Linked DNA regions of Mus musculus: region 2 is linked to region 1. The links are chromatin contacts, called in public promoter capture Hi-C maps. All regions are on one chromosome and are shown on one strand. Each heading gives the region's core, a stretch centred on a gene start, on an enhancer-like site or on the middle of the called end of the contact. The rest is flanking DNA. Distances are from core to core; before and after follow the strand shown. Region 1 holds the start of Kbtbd8os (kelch repeat and BTB (POZ) domain containing 8, opposite strand). Region 2 overlaps Tafa4 (TAFA chemokine like family member 4).

Region 1 (5,895 bases), core at 452-2,951:
CATAAATAACCTGTATTTTATTTCACTACTCTTCACAAAACTCCATGGCATTAAAACAATCTTAAAATCCTAGTTTATTTATAAAGGAGCAAGTTCCTATGTTTTAAACTCAAAAAAAAAAAAAAAAAAAAAAAGTCCTATGTACTAAAAACCGGGGGTGGGGGGTGGGGAAACATCAGAAATATTTAAAATTCTAGATCATTTCAATGATTGATTGAAACACTGTATATCCCCGTTGCCCAGTACAGCAGCCACCAGCCACACTTAGTTGTCTGTGCACGTGACATGTTTTAGTGTCGCCACTGATTTTAATTTTAAAGCATTATAATTTTTTTCAAATGTGGCTGGCAGCATACATAGTATGAATACCTCACAAGTCCACTAACTTAAAATCCAACTATCTAAACTCTGGAATCCCACCTCAAAACAGGGGCTCATTAGTAAGACAAGCAAGACCTGTTACCTACTCTCAGAAAATAAACACCTGGTTTGCCTTTATGTATTTGTCCCAACTCAGTACCACAATCAAGTGGCTAACACTGGGTTGAAAGGGAGTCTTGTACGGATAGTAATATATAAGTTTCTACCGTCGTCATACCTGAAGTAGGGGCTGATTGCAGCAAGAACGTTTCTATGACAGGAAAATGTTTTCCCGTGATCCACTTCCACTACAATGTCTGTCAACTGTCCTTCATCGTACATTGTTTTGAGTTGCTTAAGAATACTGCAAGCATGGAAAGGATCCATGGTATCGTTGGCTGTGTCTGAAGATGGAATCCCATTCGGTGTTGGGGAAGACTTACTTAAATCTAGGAGAAAAATCGCACAACCACAAGAAGTTCGAAGCCAGTTTACGGCATCGTGGGTTTTTTTCCCCCCCACCCCGTACACAAACGTCCGTGTGTGGGCACAGGAGCGCCGACACAGGCTCTAGGAGCCGAGAGCTCAACAAGGGCGAACAAGTTCCCAGGCCGGCGCGCTCCTCCGGAGCCCGGCGAGCCCGGACCGCCGCGCTCGCGGAGGGAGCGTGTGAGGCGAGCCAGCCGAGCCGGCAGCGGCGGCGATGCGCGGGGACTCGGCTCCGGGTCGAGCGCGGGACGGAAGGCTCCCGAGGGCAGCGCGATCGAGGGCGACTGCCAGGGCACCCCTCAACCGCCTCGCGGGCGGCCGGTACCCAGACGCCCCATCTTCGCGGGCGCGCCGCCCACCGCCCTCCTCCCCATTCATCCTCGCCTCCGCGCCCGCCGTCTCTCCATCCTTCCCTCCCGCCTTAAGGCCGCCGCTTCAGGTTGTGGCCGGCGCCCGCGCTCCTGCTTCCCTCCTCCGACACTGCGGGCGGCCGCACCACGCCACCCACCTGCCGACGCGGCCATTACTACAGGGGCCCCGGCTCCGGTTATTTAAAGAGGAAATGTCATTGCGTTTCGCTCGCTCCCGGGTTCCGGCTCTGCTAAGCGTTGCCTAGCCAATGAGGGTGGCTGACCGAGTCGGCTCCTCCCCGAGCCTCAAAATACCTGGCTCTGATTGGTCAGTGCGCGATTACCAGCGCGTCGGGAAATGTAGTTTTAAGGCCCCCGTTCCCGCGTGCTCCTAGTCGGACAGAGGCCCAAGCCGAGCATTTCTATTGGCTAGCTGGGCGGAGGAGCGCCCCGAGCCCGCCAGCCTGTGCCTTGAGATGCACAGCGCCCGCTGGGAAATGTAGTCATCTGGCTGAGGCGAACTGTCACTCTGAGGAGTGAGGTAGGAAAAGCTCTTATTGAGCAAATTTCCCCGGCAAGGGCCTCTCTCCTAGTCTCGACTCCACTTTAAAAATAATTGTCTTCATACCCCAAATTCCCTATCCGTGACTAGATTCTGGTATGAAAACGCGCTCTGCACGAGGGCTATGAAACTCCGAAAAGTTGGAAATGGTCAGGAGGGCTGTTATCCAAAAATACAAAGGATATAAGACAACCCCCCCCCCCCCAACACACACACACACACCATCGATAGGTCTCTGATGAGTCACCTGTAACGCCCACTTGAAATTGCATCCCCTTAGCCACATGCCCCGCTTTTCACAGATCAACTGGGTCTGGTTACATGGCCACTCAGGACCTGAATCCACTTGGCTTGCATTTCTAGCACACCAGGAAACACCTGTCACACCGAAGAGCGCTCGAGTACTCAAGGGAGACTCGGATAATTGATTTCCCCTGGGCTTCTTGAACGTGAAGAGGGCCTCCGGCTTTCCTGTGAAGAGATGCTGGAGAGAGGCTGAGCCTGGCGCTCCTCTGGACCGTGCTCAACCCTGGCTCTTGCACAAGCTCTTCCAGCCCTTGAACCTCTCTTATAACAGCGAGCACTCGGCATTCAGTCTACTTCATAGTTTTTTGCAAGAAAGCAGGGGTTTTATTGTTGACCTATTTTTTTTTCTTCTCCTATTGTGTGTGTGTGTGTGTGTGTGTGTCTGTCTGTCTGTCTGTCTGTCTGAGTCTCTGTGTGTGTGCATTTGTATCTGTGGTTTGGTGTTTTGTTTTGTTTTGTTTTGTTTGCACGAGTGGATGTACATGTTGGGGGGCGGTGCAGGTGCACGTGGAGGCCGGAGATTGGTGTCAGAAATCCTACAACGCTGCTTTTCTACCTTATACAGTGAAGCATGGTCTCTCAATCGAAACCCAGAGATATTAACTCTCTCTCTCTCTCTCTCTCTCTCTCTCTCTCTCTCTCTCTCTCTCTCTCTCTCTCTCGGCATGGCAAGCACTTTAATCACGGAGCCATCTCCCCAGCCACCTTGTTATCTATTCTGATTTCCTCATCCTGTTTCTGGCATCTAACAGGATGCTCTGACAAGTTGTAGAAACTTAAAAGATGAATGGAAAGCGAAGTGAACAAATACTTGCAGATACCCCTTTATCAGTGAATGGGAAGGAAGCTTCAGTAGAGACTTAGTTCACAGTAGTAACTTTCCTAGCATTAGGTCAAGCAGTTGAATATTTTATTATTTTTTATTTATGTATTTAGTATATTGCTGTAAATTGAACCACAGGCACCATGCATGCACACTACCAGCTCCCAGGGAGCCTCATCACCAACTCCAGGTGACCTTGTTAAAGGGGTCTTGAAATTTTACCTGTGACTGATAGAGTGGGAATGATTTAAAGTAGTTCTATTCCCTAGGTACGTTAGAAATTTAAACAAAGTTCCAAGTGCTGTGCCACTAGGCAAATTAATAAGATGTGGTGCTTCCTGGGGATCGGGGCTTAAGAGCCTCACTCACAGTCCTTGCTAATGAAACATTAAAGGCTTGCTTATCAGCATAGTCTTTACATGATAAATTTGACTTCATGTTTGTTACTTCTAACTTTGGATTTGCATTTTTCATGTATTCAATAATTTAGTAAAAACATTCTGCTCACAATATTGAGGGCATTAAGAAAAATGGCATTATCAGTATAAATTTAGCAATTAAAACAGAAAGCATGCATTTTGGGAGAAAGTCCTATTGGTTGTTTAACTGAAGTTCAAATTTAATCAACAACTTTTTCAATGCTGTTAAAGCTCTTTAAGAGACTCTTGGCTAATTTTCTTTCATTCTTGCTTTTAAAACTCAATTTTCTATTTAATTCTGTACTAATTAAATAATGTAATTGTCTTTGTTGCTAAATTAAGCAAACGAAAGCTTCCTTATCCTTTAATGGTCAAAGATTTGTCAATTTGGGAATGGGGCAGACTACAAAGTACAGAAACTAAATCTAAATGTAAGAAATAAAAATTTGTAAGCTTGCCATTTGCATGAATATCCTATAAATAGACTCCACAACTGGTCAGGTGGCATTGTCTAGAGAAGATTTGTTATCATTATGATGCACATTTTAAACAAAAGGGATAAGCAGAAGGATCTTTGACTAAGCCTGCTCAGTCAGTCAACAGGTTCTCCAGGGCTGGAGTGAGGATTAAAAAGAAAAAAGACAATTAGACAACTCTGTAACATGACTTCAGTCAGTTCTGAGGCTGAGGTGGGTTTATTTTTTTCCCAATCTACTTTTATACCATTTTGATTATATACAGGGGCTGGAGAGATGGCTCAGTGATTAAGAGCACTGACTGTTCTTCTGGAGGTCCTGAGTTCAAATCCCACCAACCACATGGTGGCTCACAACCATCTGTAATGAGAACTGATGCCCTCTTCTGGTGTACCTAAAGACAACTACAGTGAACTTGCATATAATAAATAAATAAATAAATCTTTTTTTTAATTACATATAAGAAATAAGGTCAGTTCTAGGTAAGGAACAAGCAAGACAATAAACAAAGTCCCCTGATCACTGTTTCTAGGGGCTCATCAGGATGACCAAGATATCTGAGCCTACTTCCCTGTCCTAGTCCAAAGTCATATTCTTGCCTGAAGCCTATTTCTTTGTTCTAGCCCCAAATCAGATTCCTTCCTGGGCTTACTTCCTATGTCCTGGCCCAAAGTCAAATTCCTGCCAAGTGGCCCCAAAATATTTCCACAGATCTCAAAGAAACCTACCAAGCCTATGAACAGCCTCGAAAGAAAGACGAAAAGGTAACCCAGTTCTCTTGATGTATTCACCACTGTGTTGCCCTTTGAAGCAATTTTCCCACATAGTTACAGTTTAAAGTAAAATATATAAAGGATAGAAACCTATAAAAGCAAACTGGAAGAACTGTACTTAAGTTAGACCCTGGGGCTTTCTTATAGTATGTATATATTGCCTTGGAACTAAAAGCAAAAAGAACTTCTTGAAAAAAGTCTTGATCTTTAAGTTATAGAAAAGATGAAGAGTCGTGAAAACAACAAATTCAGAAGATGAGAACAAAATGCATTCACCTTTCTGTGTGTGTGTGTGTGTGTGTGTGTGTGTGTGTGTGTGTCTGTCTTAACATTGAAAGAGTAACTTTTAGCGATTATAATTTGTACACAGGCAACTGTCAGTAATGATCCCACACAACACAGATGTGATAGCAGCTGATGGCAGAGGAGGCAGAGGAAATAGAACCTCACTTCTGCAAATGGATTCTTCGGCTCACCAATTTCCTTGTTGGGCACTGTGGAGGCTGTGAGATTAACCAGGGCTGTATAAAAGGAAAGAAGGGAGGAAGGCACATGGAAGACTGTCACCTTTCAGCAAATGACATCCTTAAGCATTTAACATCTCAGCTACAGTCTACTTGATGTGGCCAATGTGACATTTGTCTTGCCAAAACCTTGTATCATCAGGACTAATGCCTGGAATAAAGCAACAGAGTATTTTTAATATAAATTGAATATAATTGCAGATACTAAAACTGATGTTTTAAATTCTGGGGCCTATATGTTGCATATGGTTTTCTTTTTTAAAAATCCAGAATTCTAAGTGGATATTAGCATTAAGTCTACCTATTGAGTATTCTCTACTTTATTATATCTTTTTATGTAATGGTAAAACGAAGAAAAGTATATTTTTTCAAACACTGATTTTAATTATAGCAGAGGATACTAAAATGTGTTTATTTGTCTAACTAGTACTTGGAATTTAGCCTACCCAAGAAGGAAAATGTGTATGCATGAATACTTAATTTTAAAAAAAAACCTTGTTTTGTTTTGTCTTCCTTTGGTTTGCTTTCAGACAGGGTCTTTCTATTTGCTTTGGCTGGCCCAGAACTTACAATGTAGACCAGCCTGGCCTCACACTCACAGAGATCTGCCTATCTCTGCTTCCTAAATTCTGGGATTAAGGGTATGCACCACTCATCCAGGCTTCAGAATATTTTTGCTCCTCATCACTTCCTGCATTCTGGGAAGACACCATGTGCTACAGGGATCATGACAGAAGAAAGAGAGGAAAGAAATCAGGAAAGAAGGGAAGGGGAGTAGAGAAGGGACTAGAAGAGAGCCTAAATTCTAACTTA
Region 2 (5,748 bases), core at 2,484-4,983, 1.9 Mb before region 1:
AGGCACGTTCTGTCACTTGGTAGAATTAACAATTGATCAGTTTGGCAGTGCTGGAGTCCTTTGTAAGCACCCCATGTTTATTCATTATCGTGATTACACAGTGGAAGCATCTCGGCTTGATGAGAAGAGGAAAAGCAAGAGGCAAAGTTATTTAAATACACTTGAAATTAACGTTTGTACAAATAGGTATCTGACGATGTCCTAATTTGATTCTAAAGATTCAGAAATAAGCCTTTATCCGAGCAAGGATGGGGGGTCCCATGGAACCCTGCATCAGGTGTGTGAAGTTCATTTGTAAGCTTCTGTGTCATAGAGAGGAAGATGGCAAGGATTGGAACGCAGGGGTTCCACATATCCTGTTGGGGAGTCGTGAGCAGGGTGCACCCATTTGTTCTGTTGTCCACACTGAACCTCTGTGCTAAAGTCACAACTCTGAGAGCTCTGGAGAAGGCAGGTCATGAGTCAGGGTGTCCCCCTGTCTCCATGAACAAAGCCCACTAATCATTCCTTGAAGTATTAATCAGGAGAGGGGAGGACTCCTCAATCTGAAAGTCAAGGTCACCCTGAGAAGGGACTGGCAGCATTCCTAGAAAACTGTTTCTTCAAGACATTTTGATTCTGAATTTACTCTCTCCACATTTACAAAAGACCCAGGATCCCCAGTGTAAACTCAGATTCGGGTTTGATGTGCAAATATCTCTGAGCCATAGCATAAATAGACATGAACTCACACGCCGTTGTCTACATTCCCATATGAGTTTCCCGGTCTTCATTTACTTAGAAGGAGTGGGGATGAAATAGGTTTAGGCTAATGGCATTTTACAAAATTCGGAAGTCTGGAGTTTTCAAATCTATTTTGTATTAATATTATTGGTCTTCTGTTGTGCTTGCTTCCAGCTGCGGTATCATTGCCTCACTGTTTTATTGTTTTAAAGCCAGGGCCAGTCAGTCCATCTGTCTGTCTACAGTAAGTCTGTCTGTCTGTCTGTCCCACATTCTCTCCCTTCCTGCCACTCTGCATATTTGTGTGGATGTATGTGTCCATGTATGCATGTAGGCACCAGAGGTTGACAGTAGTATCTTTCTCAACTGCTGCCCACCCCAGTTTTTGAGGTGATGTCTCCTTCTGTACCTGGAGATTGTAGATTTACTTAGTCTGGCTGGCCAGCAAGTTCCAGTATGTCTCCTGCTTCTGCCATTCCAATACTGGGATTGCTGCTGGGATTGCCTGGCTTCTACTTAGGTTCTGAGATTAGACTCATATTGTATAGCTAGCATTTTACTGACTGAGCCATCTCCCCAGCTCAGGAGCCAGGGTCTCTTAAATGTAACCCCAAAATGGCTTTGACCTTCCTATGTAACTCAGTCTGCTCTCTAATTCATGACACTTCCGTCTCATATTTTGGAGCTCTTGGATTACAGGCAAGTACCAATATCTTAGATGCCAGTAAATAAGGTTCGTCTGGAGGGCTTGCTGAAACAGGTCTTCACCCACAGAGCTTGGTATCTAGCACACTTACGGTGGAGCCTGTAAGTGTGCATATCTCACAGACTTCCATGGGGGTTGCTAGCCTTGCACCATACTCTGAGCAACACCTGGCAGGACAGTGCATTTTTCAGAGGTGAAAGAGATGTTCATAAAACGTGGCCATTTTGATTAGCATGGGAATTAGTCAAGATTTTTCCACACCACGTGGCCATTTTGATTAGCATGGGAGTTAGTCAATTTTGTAATCCACTGATAAGCTTGTCTAAATAATATGGCTCTGAAGATTGATTCAAATTACCAAGCCCAAAGCATAAATTAATGTGAGTCGAATCAGTGTCCTACGTGAGAAACTGATTTTGATAATGCCCTTCAGTTTGCACAAGATGCACTTGCTGTAGTTGAAGGCTTTGAAACAGCTGTACAGTTGTTTGAATGACTATGGATGCGGTTTGGCTGTACAGGGTACCCAGCCTTCTGCCACTTTGCTGATGTCTTTATTGGCACAGAAAACAATCCTACTAAATTTTTGGTTCTGAGTCTGCTAGACTCCCATACACTTTTGAACTTTGATTTAAATTATACTCCTACCAGCAGGTGGCATATGGGGGATTTTTGCTTTGTTCTGTGTTGTTAAGACTCTGGCAGATGTTAAGAGCTGATGTGGATTTAAGATTTCATCCGTTCTGAGAATAACTGAATTGCTGGGCAGGACTAGAAGATGGAGTAGTCAATAGAGTTATGGGACTTGAGGGGCTGTAAAATGTATCTGCATGGTTTTGTTGCTTTCTCCTGTCACTTGAAGGAGTCAATTACCTCCTGTGTCTGCTGAAGTGAGAAGCTTTGAGTGGGGTTTTACTTTGGCTCACATTGTTTAAAAAACTTGTAAGTTTGCAAATGTGAGCCTCCCCTGAATAAGAAAAGAAATGGAAAATGCTTGCATATCCATATCCATATCCATATCCATATCCATATCCATATCCATATCTATATCTATATCTATATCTATATCTATATCTATATCTATATCTATATCTCCTGGACTGGGTCTCATACAGCTCAAGGTAGTTTTGAATTTGCTATGTACTTGAGGATGACCTTGAACTCCTGTCTTCCTTCCTGGACCTTCCAAGTGCTGGGATTATCTGCATGTGCCAACACATGCAGCTATACTTACTCATTAAATAAAATGGGGATTGGTGAATTCTTTCTTTCCTCTCTCTCTTTTTTAGAGGGAGTCTGAGTTACAGAAACATGTGTGTGTTGGCAAAAAGGTTAGAACTTGCAACTGTCAAACTCCTTGGCCAGGGTAGGCATCTAATCTCCTTATTCCACACAGCTGGTTCTGATTCTTTGTTCCATAGCTGGTGTATGGAACCCTGGTCCTCTCTCATACTTGTATTCTGTGTGACTAGGCCAGCGCTAACATTTCCTTAGGACCCATCAGTCATGGTTGTCCCCCTTGGCAAGTTAGGTTTCCCTTTGGCCATCTCTGTCCCACTGTCACTTGTGTGTGCTTCCCCCTGTCTGTCTGCCCTTTGGGACTATGTCACCTTCTCGGACTCAGACCTGGTCAGTCAGCAGATGAAGCTCCTGGCTCCAAGTTCAGTGGCAGAGAGGACAGAACTGAACATAGCTTACATGGAGGCTAGAAATAGAAGCTTCAAAACACCTTCCTTTCCTTTCCTTTCCTTTCCTTTCCTTTCCTTTCCTTTCCTTTCCTTTCCTTTCCTTTCCTTCCCTTCCCTTCCCTTCCCTTCCCTTCCCTTCCTTTTTCTTCTTTCTTTCTTTCTTTCTTTCTTTCTTTCTTTCTTTCTTTCTTTCTTTCTTTCTTCCTTCCTTCCTTCCTTCCTTCCTTCCTTCCTTTTTTCCTTTCTTTCTCTCTCCCTCCCTCCCTCTCTCTCTCTCTCCCTCCCTCCCTCCCTCCCTCTTTCTCTCTCTCCCTCCCTCCCTCCCTCTTTCTCTCTCTTCCTCCCTCCCTCCCTCTCTCTCTCTTCCTCTCTCTCTCTCTCTCTCTCTCTCTCTCTCTCTCTCTCTCTCTCTCCAGCCCTTCCTTCCTCTCTTTCTTTCTCCTCCTTTTTCTTCCTCCCCCTTCTCCTTCTTTTAGAAAAACACCATTCCTTAAAAGCAGATAGGCACTGTAAGGAACCATGGTTGGGTGCAGCTGGTTCACACAGCCACAGCTGTTCAAGTGACATCATGGTAGCAGTGAAGCCACCTGCCACAAGGCTGGACAACAGTGACTCTGTGGGAGTCCCACCGGTCACAGGAAAGTGGAAGTAAAAGGTGCCTGAGAGACAATGAAACCATTGCCTTTCACTCTCTCCACCCGCACCCCCTGGGGAGTTTAACTTCTCTCCTTTTGAATGGGGAGATGTGATTTCAAGTGACACTGAGCTTTGGGAGGAAGGATGGACAGGCATGGGTGGCCTCTCTGACCACGTGAAGCGGATTTGTCAGTGTCAATAAATCATAAGAATTAGGAAACACACTCATCATTATAGTTTAACGTTGAAGTGTACCAAATGCTCCTGCTCAGTATTTAAATTAACCGTGCTCCCTAAATATAACCCTGTAGGTGAGCTTTTTCATTTAAATGGCATCACAGCAGATATTTGGCTTCACAAGCATTTCATTTGCTGTTTTTGAGATCTGTTTACACCGAGATATACTTGGAGCTGCCTCAGTACTTTTAACAGCCACTTAGTATTCTACTGTGCAGGTACATTTTATTCACCCGCTCTTTTTCCAGTACACACTGAGACTTTCCTCCATGTTTTCAATCTGAGGGAGGAGGACGCCAGGAGACCATTTGTGAGCAAGTTCGTGCACAGCATTAGCTGGGATGTGGCACTTATGCAAGGAAGGCCTCTCACGCTTTCAGGTCCCTTTCTACTCATGTTGGGAGTTTTCTGGGGGCAGAAGTGGAATTACCTCCTGATAGGATATGCTTTAGAGTGGATGGACCTGGGAAATAAGAGGATGCGCAAAGCCTTTCCATTGTATCTTCTCGCAGAATTAAGTTATGTAAACCCCAGGAGAGGTCAGGCTCTGGGCATCAAAGGTTAAATCTGTCCACTACAATCTTATACAGTCTCTCTCTCTCTCTCTGTGTATGTGTGTGTGTGTGTGTGTGTGTGTGAACACATGTGTGTTTGATTGTATATGGAGCTGATAGGTCAGTGCTAGGAAGCTTCTACTATTGTTCTTTTCCTTATCTGTCCACATAGAGTCTCTCACAGAGCCTGAAGCTCACTGATGAGCCAGAATGACTGTCCAGTGTGCTATAGGGATACGCCTGTCTCTGCCCTGCAGGGTTGCAGGTGTTCCTGACCACACCTGGAGTTTTTAGGTGGATGCCAAGGAAACCAAACTCATGCTTGCTCTGTAGGCACTTAAGCAACTGAGTCATCTCTAGCTCCCAATCTTACATATTCTTGAATGTTCCAATAGAACTTGACGAGACTATACTAAAACCCCTACTGCTGGGCAGAGACTGGTGGGCCCCAGAAATCACTGTCCAGCTGGCCTAGAGTGCTGAGTTCCAGACCAGTGAGGGAGCTTGTCTAACAACAAAAACAAAGAAGGGAGGAAGGAAGGAAGAAGAAAGGAAATGAAGGCAAGAAGGCAGAAAGGAAGGAAGGATACAATATGCCTGAGGAAGGGCACTTGAGGTTGTCTTCTTCAGTCCACATGCACACATATGCCTGCCAGCACAAATGCATGTACATAGTCACGCATAAACATGCACAAACCCCAAATCCTCAATGCTTGCTATTAAGCCATATTCCCTCATGGGCTCTGTAAATGTGTCTATTATGAGTTAGAACTAGGTAAAAAAAAAAAAAAAAAAAAAAAAAAGAAAAGAAAAGAAAGAAAAGGAGGAGACCTGATGTCTCCTAAAGTACAGAGAAGATTTTTTACTGTAGATATAAGGGAGAAAGCAGGCAGAGGGGAAGAGTCCAGGTGAACATGGCCAGAAGGCAGACTAAATCAGATCATGAATGGAGAGAGGGGGAAGGGAGAGCAAGAAAGAAGCCACTGACCATTAGGCTGCCTGGTCAAGAGACTGTGTAGTCAAAATGGCTGAGTTATACAGGAATAAGACTGGGGGAAGGAAAGCGGAGCCCAGACCCTTGGAGTAGGGGGCGGGATGAGAAGGGCTGGGAGGAGCCACAGGTGCTGAGGGATCCTGGGAAAGCTGGCCAGAATTCTTTTTGGTATGTTAATAGGCCCCTCAGGTAGCCATTTGTTCTGGGTTT

The links. Promoter capture Hi-C pulls out the DNA fragments that hold promoters and counts their contacts.
Region 2: a contact with region 1 is called in a promoter capture Hi-C map of epiblast stem cells, with 16 times the contacts expected there. The contact joins the enhancer-like site here to the promoter of Kbtbd8os in region 1. A contact is called at or near these places in 15 of 39 promoter capture datasets (the C10 cell line, the HPC-7 cell line, cranial neural crest and 10 more), 3 of 484 Hi-C or Micro-C datasets (brain, nephron progenitors and pancreatic cancer cells), 12 of 115 datasets of contacts at active chromatin or transcription factors (the 230-238 cell line, bone marrow-derived dendritic cells, embryonic forebrain and 6 more) and 1 of 9 other capture datasets (adipose tissue).

The regions. Positions count from the first base shown.
Region 1 is chr6:95,113,437-95,119,331 of GRCm38.p6, reverse strand. It overlaps Kbtbd8os (kelch repeat and BTB (POZ) domain containing 8, opposite strand), which reads left to right and starts at 1,701. Exons shown (of 2, transcript NR_153843.1): 1 at 1,701-1,740; 2 at 4,929-5,315. It overlaps Kbtbd8 (kelch repeat and BTB (POZ) domain containing 8), which reads right to left and starts at 1,452. Exons shown (of 4, transcript NM_001008785.5): 1 at 1,358-1,452; 2 at 599-809. The coding sequence starts at 1,373.
Region 2 is chr6:97,046,641-97,052,388 of GRCm38.p6, reverse strand. The region is part of intron 1 of Tafa4 (TAFA chemokine like family member 4); the gene reads left to right. Among named protein-coding and RNA genes, the nearest start is that of Tafa4, 11 kb to the left of the region's middle. Within about 2 kb of position 3,733, at least 16 of the 459 cell types and tissues checked have an H3K27ac peak or open chromatin away from gene starts, as enhancers often do. A contact at or near this core is called in the 230-238 cell line, epiblast stem cells and stem cell-derived epiblast-like cells, where this site is marked.